Linked DNA regions of Mus musculus: region 1 is linked to region 2. A link is a contact called in public Hi-C data. All regions are on one chromosome and are shown on one strand. Each heading gives the region's core, a stretch centred on a gene start, on an enhancer-like site or on the middle of the called end of the contact. The rest is flanking DNA. Distances are from core to core; before and after follow the strand shown. Region 1 has its middle 13 kb from the start of Gm46406. Region 2 overlaps 2610307P16Rik (RIKEN cDNA 2610307P16 gene).

What was found. Hi-C and Micro-C count contacts between places; a contact is called where the count stands out from the background.
Region 1: a Hi-C map of the C2C12 cell line shows a contact between it and region 2, with 3 times the contacts expected there. The contact joins two enhancer-like sites. A contact is called at or near these places in 1 of 39 promoter capture datasets (the C10 cell line), 1 of 15 datasets of contacts at CTCF or cohesin (pro-B cells), 38 of 484 Hi-C or Micro-C datasets (the 3T3-L1 cell line, the AML12 cell line, the C2C12 cell line and 27 more) and 16 of 115 datasets of contacts at active chromatin or transcription factors (the NIH/3T3 cell line, the SCID.adh cell line, T-cell acute lymphoblastic leukemia and 13 more).

What each region holds. Positions count from the first base shown.
Region 1 is chr13:28,930,611-28,933,310 of GRCm38.p6, forward strand. No RefSeq gene overlaps it. Among named protein-coding and RNA genes, the nearest start is that of Gm46406, 13 kb to the right of the region's middle. Within about 2 kb of position 1,336, at least 71 of the 459 cell types and tissues checked have an H3K27ac peak or open chromatin away from gene starts, as enhancers often do. A contact at or near this core is called in the C2C12 cell line, the NIH/3T3 cell line, the STO cell line and 4 more, where this site is marked.
Region 2 is chr13:28,756,305-28,759,004 of GRCm38.p6, forward strand. The region is part of intron 3 of 2610307P16Rik (RIKEN cDNA 2610307P16 gene); the gene reads right to left. Among named protein-coding and RNA genes, the nearest start is that of Mir6368, 47 kb to the left of the region's middle. Within about 2 kb of position 1,332, at least 286 of the 459 cell types and tissues checked have an H3K27ac peak or open chromatin away from gene starts, as enhancers often do. A contact at or near this core is called in the C2C12 cell line, the NIH/3T3 cell line, the STO cell line and 4 more, where this site is marked.

The sequences.
Region 1 (2,700 bases), core at 86-2,585, 170 kb after region 2:
TGTTTGCCCAGTTTCAACAGTTCAGGAAAGGAACCTGAAGGTGCGAGCTGAGAAGTGGCCCCGAGTCTGCCCAACTTTGACTCTGAGTCCCTGTAGGACTGTGTCCTAGTGAGCAGACAGACTGACTCAGACAGAAGGACAGATTACAGGGCTCCTCAGTAAATTCCATAAATATTCGAGATTTTCATCCTACGCTGTGGTCACTGAAAATGTAAGTCTGAAATAGCATGGAGAACGACCATGCTCAGTGAAACTGTGTCTTGTTTTCAAATGGGCCTTCTCAAGCCGAGGCAAATGTCAAGTTTAATAAACCAACGCATAGATTCTCATGGCAGTCTCTATTCCAACGCATAGATTCTCATGGCAGTCTCTATTCCAACGCATAGATTCTCATGGCAGTCTCTATTTCTACTTTGAAACTCAAGATCTGCAGATTCTTCAGACATGCTATGTGTGTGTGTGTGTGTGTGTGTGTATCTGTGTGTATGCATGGTGTGTGTGTGTGTGTATGTGTGTGTGTGTGTGTGTGTGTGAGTGTCTGTGCATCTGTGTTTGTGTGTACATGGTGTAAGTGTATCCATGTGTGTAAATATTTGTATGTGTAAGTGTGTGTGTTCTAGGAGTGGCGCTGGGGATCGAACTCCGGACCTCATGCTTGCTGACAAGCACGTGTGAGACAAGAGTTGGACCAGTCCGTGGATATTGTTCCTCTCAACCTGTCTCCTTGCTTAGGATGTCAGGCTATGGTCAGCCTCTTGGTGGCCTTTCCCTCTTGACCCCAGCTGCTCCTGATCCCATACCCTCCGCCCACAAAACAGGAAGGAAACAGGAATTGGCTGCTCATCAATGGCCTCTCCCCCATTGTCCAGCAGGAAAATTGCCCAGTCACACACACCCTGCCTCCCTCCCTGCTTACACACCCCAGACTTGCCCTAGGTCATCTCTTGGCTACTCAGACACTCCTGGAAGGCCAGAGTCTGAGAAAAAGAACTTGCCCCTTTCTGTCACAGGGGTGAGAAGGACACAGACTAGCCTCTGTCACAGGATTTTACCTTTGTAGTTCCTCCAGTACCAACCACCTATATTTCCAAAGGTGCATTTCAGAACTTATCCCTGAATATCATTCCCACCCCCAGGTGCATTCTCAGGAGGAAAGACTGGCCAGAGGTTCCCCATTGACCCCACCCCCAAATGCTCCAGAACAGGACACTGTCAATCTCTCCTAACAAACAAGAACAACAACAACAAAACCAAAACAACAACAACAACAAGCTGTTTGAGGCCTGAGCAGGCCGGTTCTCATGACTGCCTTGGTGACTCATTCTTTTGTCCCTTGTGTTTCAGAATTTCTTTCTCAGAAATCCCCTTGATGTCATCCCTGTTTTCTTCCGCTTCCATTAGGCAGATCAAATGTCTTTTAAATATCAGCTTCCAACTGGGCCAAAACACCCGAAGGAACAGGAACAGTAGGAGGGGGAGGGACTGAGGTGTGTGTGTGTGTGTGTGTGTGTGTGTGTGTCTGTGTGTCTGTGTGTGTGTGTGTGTGTGATGTGTATGAGGAAAATCACAATTTGCATCTTAACTTTACTCAACTTACAAACATAAAGTAAAAACTGCACCATCACCTTCCTGCTAATTGCAGGACTCTCTTTTTGAGCCCTCAACTCCTCCTCCACCTCCCTCCTCTCTACAAGCCAATTAAAAAAAAAAAAGGAGGGGGGGGTGTGGTGGGGGGGTGTGGTGGTGGTGGGGGTGGTGGTAGGGGTGGTGGTGGTGGTGGTGGAGGTGGTGGGTGGGATAAAGACATCCAACTACTGAGAAACAAAGCTGATAGAGAGGGGTCAAAGATGAAGACCTCTCTCTACATCAGGGGACAAGAAAGCAAGGACAACATTCTTTTCTGTTCCCTAACTTTAAAGGATCCGCACGGTTCTTTCCCCTTCTCTCCTTGTGCACAGGACTGGCCTAACCAGCTGCCCAACCAGCTGTCATCTTTTACATAGATAAGAGGACCCCAAACACAAGGTGAACCTTTCTCCCTGCTAGTGTGTCAATGAAATGGAGCTGAGCTGGACCAATGATTGTGCACTGCTGAAGCAAGAGGATCAGAGTCATCCTGTGCCAGCCAAAACCACTTTCGAAAGTTGAGTTCCACAAACATTAGGTAGGGATGCTGGGGCCTTTATACCCACAAAAGTGATCCACAGAATAGAGGACGAATAGATCTAAGCATGACCAACTTCCAAGAAGATTTTGCGACTTTAGAAAGACGTGGGGGTTGTGAGACACATATGGATTGTGTAGTTGTTTTTTGGGGTTTTTTTTTTGGTGTTTTTTTTTTAAGTTATCATATCTTATTTATTTATTTGTGTGAGTATGCTTGTGCCTGGGGTTGAGGGGGGGGGGGAGGTTCTACACACATGCCACAGTCCACATGTAGAAATCAGAAGACAACTTTGGAGTGTCACGTCTCTTCCTCTGCCACGTGGTTCCAAGGATCCAACACAAGTCATTTGGCTTGGGAGCAAGTCCCTTTATATGCATGGAGCCACCTCATCTATTCTGATTAGTAATTTGCTAGTTTATTTATTTTGAGACATTATTTCCTATATCCAAGTTGGCCTTGAACTCACTGAGTATCCAAGGGTGATCTTGAACTTGGTACTCTTGATTCTACCACTGGAATGCTGAGACGACAGC
Region 2 (2,700 bases), core at 82-2,581:
ACTTAAGAATACAAACTCATGCTCATGCATACACATCTATACATAATATAAAATAAATAAAAATGAATATTAAATCTAAAAAGTAATAATAATTAAAGAAGACACCAATAATAACCAGTCTCTGGCCTGTATGTACACTCGCATACACATGACCCCATACACATGCATACACACCATATACCACACACACAAAACAATAACAATAATAAGTAACCTCTATTACTAATAAGTAATGTAGACCAGAGTTGGAAGAGCCTGTGTTTAGCATACACAAGGCCCTGGGTTCTCCAAAAACAAAAACAAATAAATGTTATTAATTGGCCTTTTAAGTTCTACCATCCCAGGGCCCCAGACTCTGTGTCATGCTTTCATGCAAGAGCGTGAGAGTTACTTTGCTTCCTACAATACAGCTGAGGATGCTTTCTCGAGTTGTTCAAGCAAATACAAGCCACACATGGGGTATTAACAGAAAGAAAATATTGAAGGGGGATAACAGAACTGGTTAACCATGCCCTAAGGCCTCTACCACTAGTGAATTTTAGAGACATCTTAACTCACTACTCATAAATGTCCCTGAAAAAAAAAATATTCTCTCACGTTAAGTGGAGGAAGAGACACAGGTCAGGTTTAATAGAAGGCCAAGGGAAAGGGTCAACGCAAGAGCAAGAGTTCACAGTAAAGCCAGAGCAGAGGGGGGCCAGGCACAGCCTTTCGGATCTCAGACAAGACAGGGGAAGCCCTTCCCTCTGCAGCCTTCTCCTTTGCATCCGCCCTCACCTTCAGGTCTGAAGTAAACCTGAGCCAGGAGCCTCCTGGTGCAAGCAACCCTCTCAGAACTTAACAGTCTCAGGTTTTAAGCAACTCTTAGAGCCTCAAGGTCAGCTAGGGTACACACACACACACACACACACACACAAAGAGGAAAATAGGTCGGGAAACAAGAAAAAAGGAAACAAGTCACTTGGCAAACCAACCTCCACGGAGAATTAGCTTCTGAAAATCTTCTGAGCAAACAATTCACACCATAAAACAGCTGCTGCTTGCCATCTGCGGGTCCTAATCAACACACGCACATACACACACACACACACACACACACACACACACACACACACACATATATACTTCTGCCCAGTGGTACCCTGGCTCCTAGCTATTTCCTGTCCCCTTCAACCTCCTAAGCAATTCTTGGTCAAAAAAACGAAGTCACAAACTTACAGGCACTGACAGTGTTTTCCTAGGGTAGATTCTGTCCAAGACGTTATGACAGTAACAGAAAAAGAGCAAGCAGGCCTTCAAGTCCTGACGTCTGCTCACCACTTTCAAAAACTGGCTCCTGACCTTATTCTCACTTGGGTCCTTCAGGTCCAGTCGGTGAACTCTGGACCTTTACTGGACCAGATCAAATCATTTCTAGAACCACTGTACCACATTTTATTTAGTCTTTCTGTTCCTCTCCCCCAGCCTCAAACGAATGACTCTGTGCCAAAAAAAAAAAAGCGGGAGGGGGGAGAGAAAGAAAAAGTTGCTGTTTGAGAGAGTATCAGCATGCTTGATTCATGCCAAAGTTTACAGCATAGTTCTATCCTGAGCCACAGCGAGGATGGGCCGTTGTGGGGGAGGGAAATGGAGCCAGGCAGCTGTTTTTTCAATAAACTCTAGCAGAATCCCGCCCACTTCCTGCACTGGCTTCAGGGACCCCAGCAGAGAGGAGGAGGAGGCAGCCAGCGAGATCTTCCTCCTCCAAGACTCAGGCTACTGCCTCCCTGGCTCGGACCCTCCTGATCCACCCCTGAACCTCAGGAGGGCAGCCAGAGGGTTTGTCCCAGCTCCTTTGGATGTTTATTTCTGGTCTCCAACTCCCAGGAGAGTTTCACCTCCTCTCTCCCTAATCTTAGCCCTCCCCACGCTCCACCCTCCCCCGCCCGTGTATCCTAGCTCTGAGGCACACCAGGCATGACTGCAAAAGCAGGGAAGGGAAGGGAGTGCGTTTCTCATCCCACACCTTCCAAGAATATGCTGGCCTTCCCTCTCTGCAGCTGTGGTCATCAGTCCCTCGGCTCCTCAAGCCAGCCTTTCCTCAGGCAAAGCCTCTGAGTTCAGTTTCTTTTCTGGAGTGGGAAGGGAGGGCAGGAACATGAGAAGGCACGGAAAAGCTGCTGCGCCCACCAAGACCAAGCAAGCGGCTCAGTCAGCCCTAAAGCTTTAATTTGTTAACTTAGAAACCCCTGGGGCATTGCAATCAAAGGAGGGCTCCACCCAGCAACACCTCTGATTACTTTTTTCCCTTCTAGTGGGCAAGTAAAGAAGAGGGGAAATTAGGACAACCGTGTGCAAAACAGAACTACTCCATAACACGGACTTGGCTCTCACAAGGTCCAGATTACGGACTCAACACCTCCATGCCTGTCCAAATGGAAAGAGAAAATACTCAGGGTGCAACCTAGATCCAGCTGCCCAGACAGCCTGCCAACCAGAGCATCAGTAAACCCCAAATTGCTGCTCAGGCCCCAGATGGCTTTTTCATTCCTTCTTTCTTTTTAAAGTTCTTTAGGGTTTTCTAGTTCATACTGGTAAACTGACTCTTTCATATCCTGGTTTTAATATGCGCGAATCAATAAGCAACAAACCCTTGGTGTGAAAGGGTCTGGTATAAGCATAGAAGTTTATACACAGTGACTGTGCAAGAAAATCAATCTT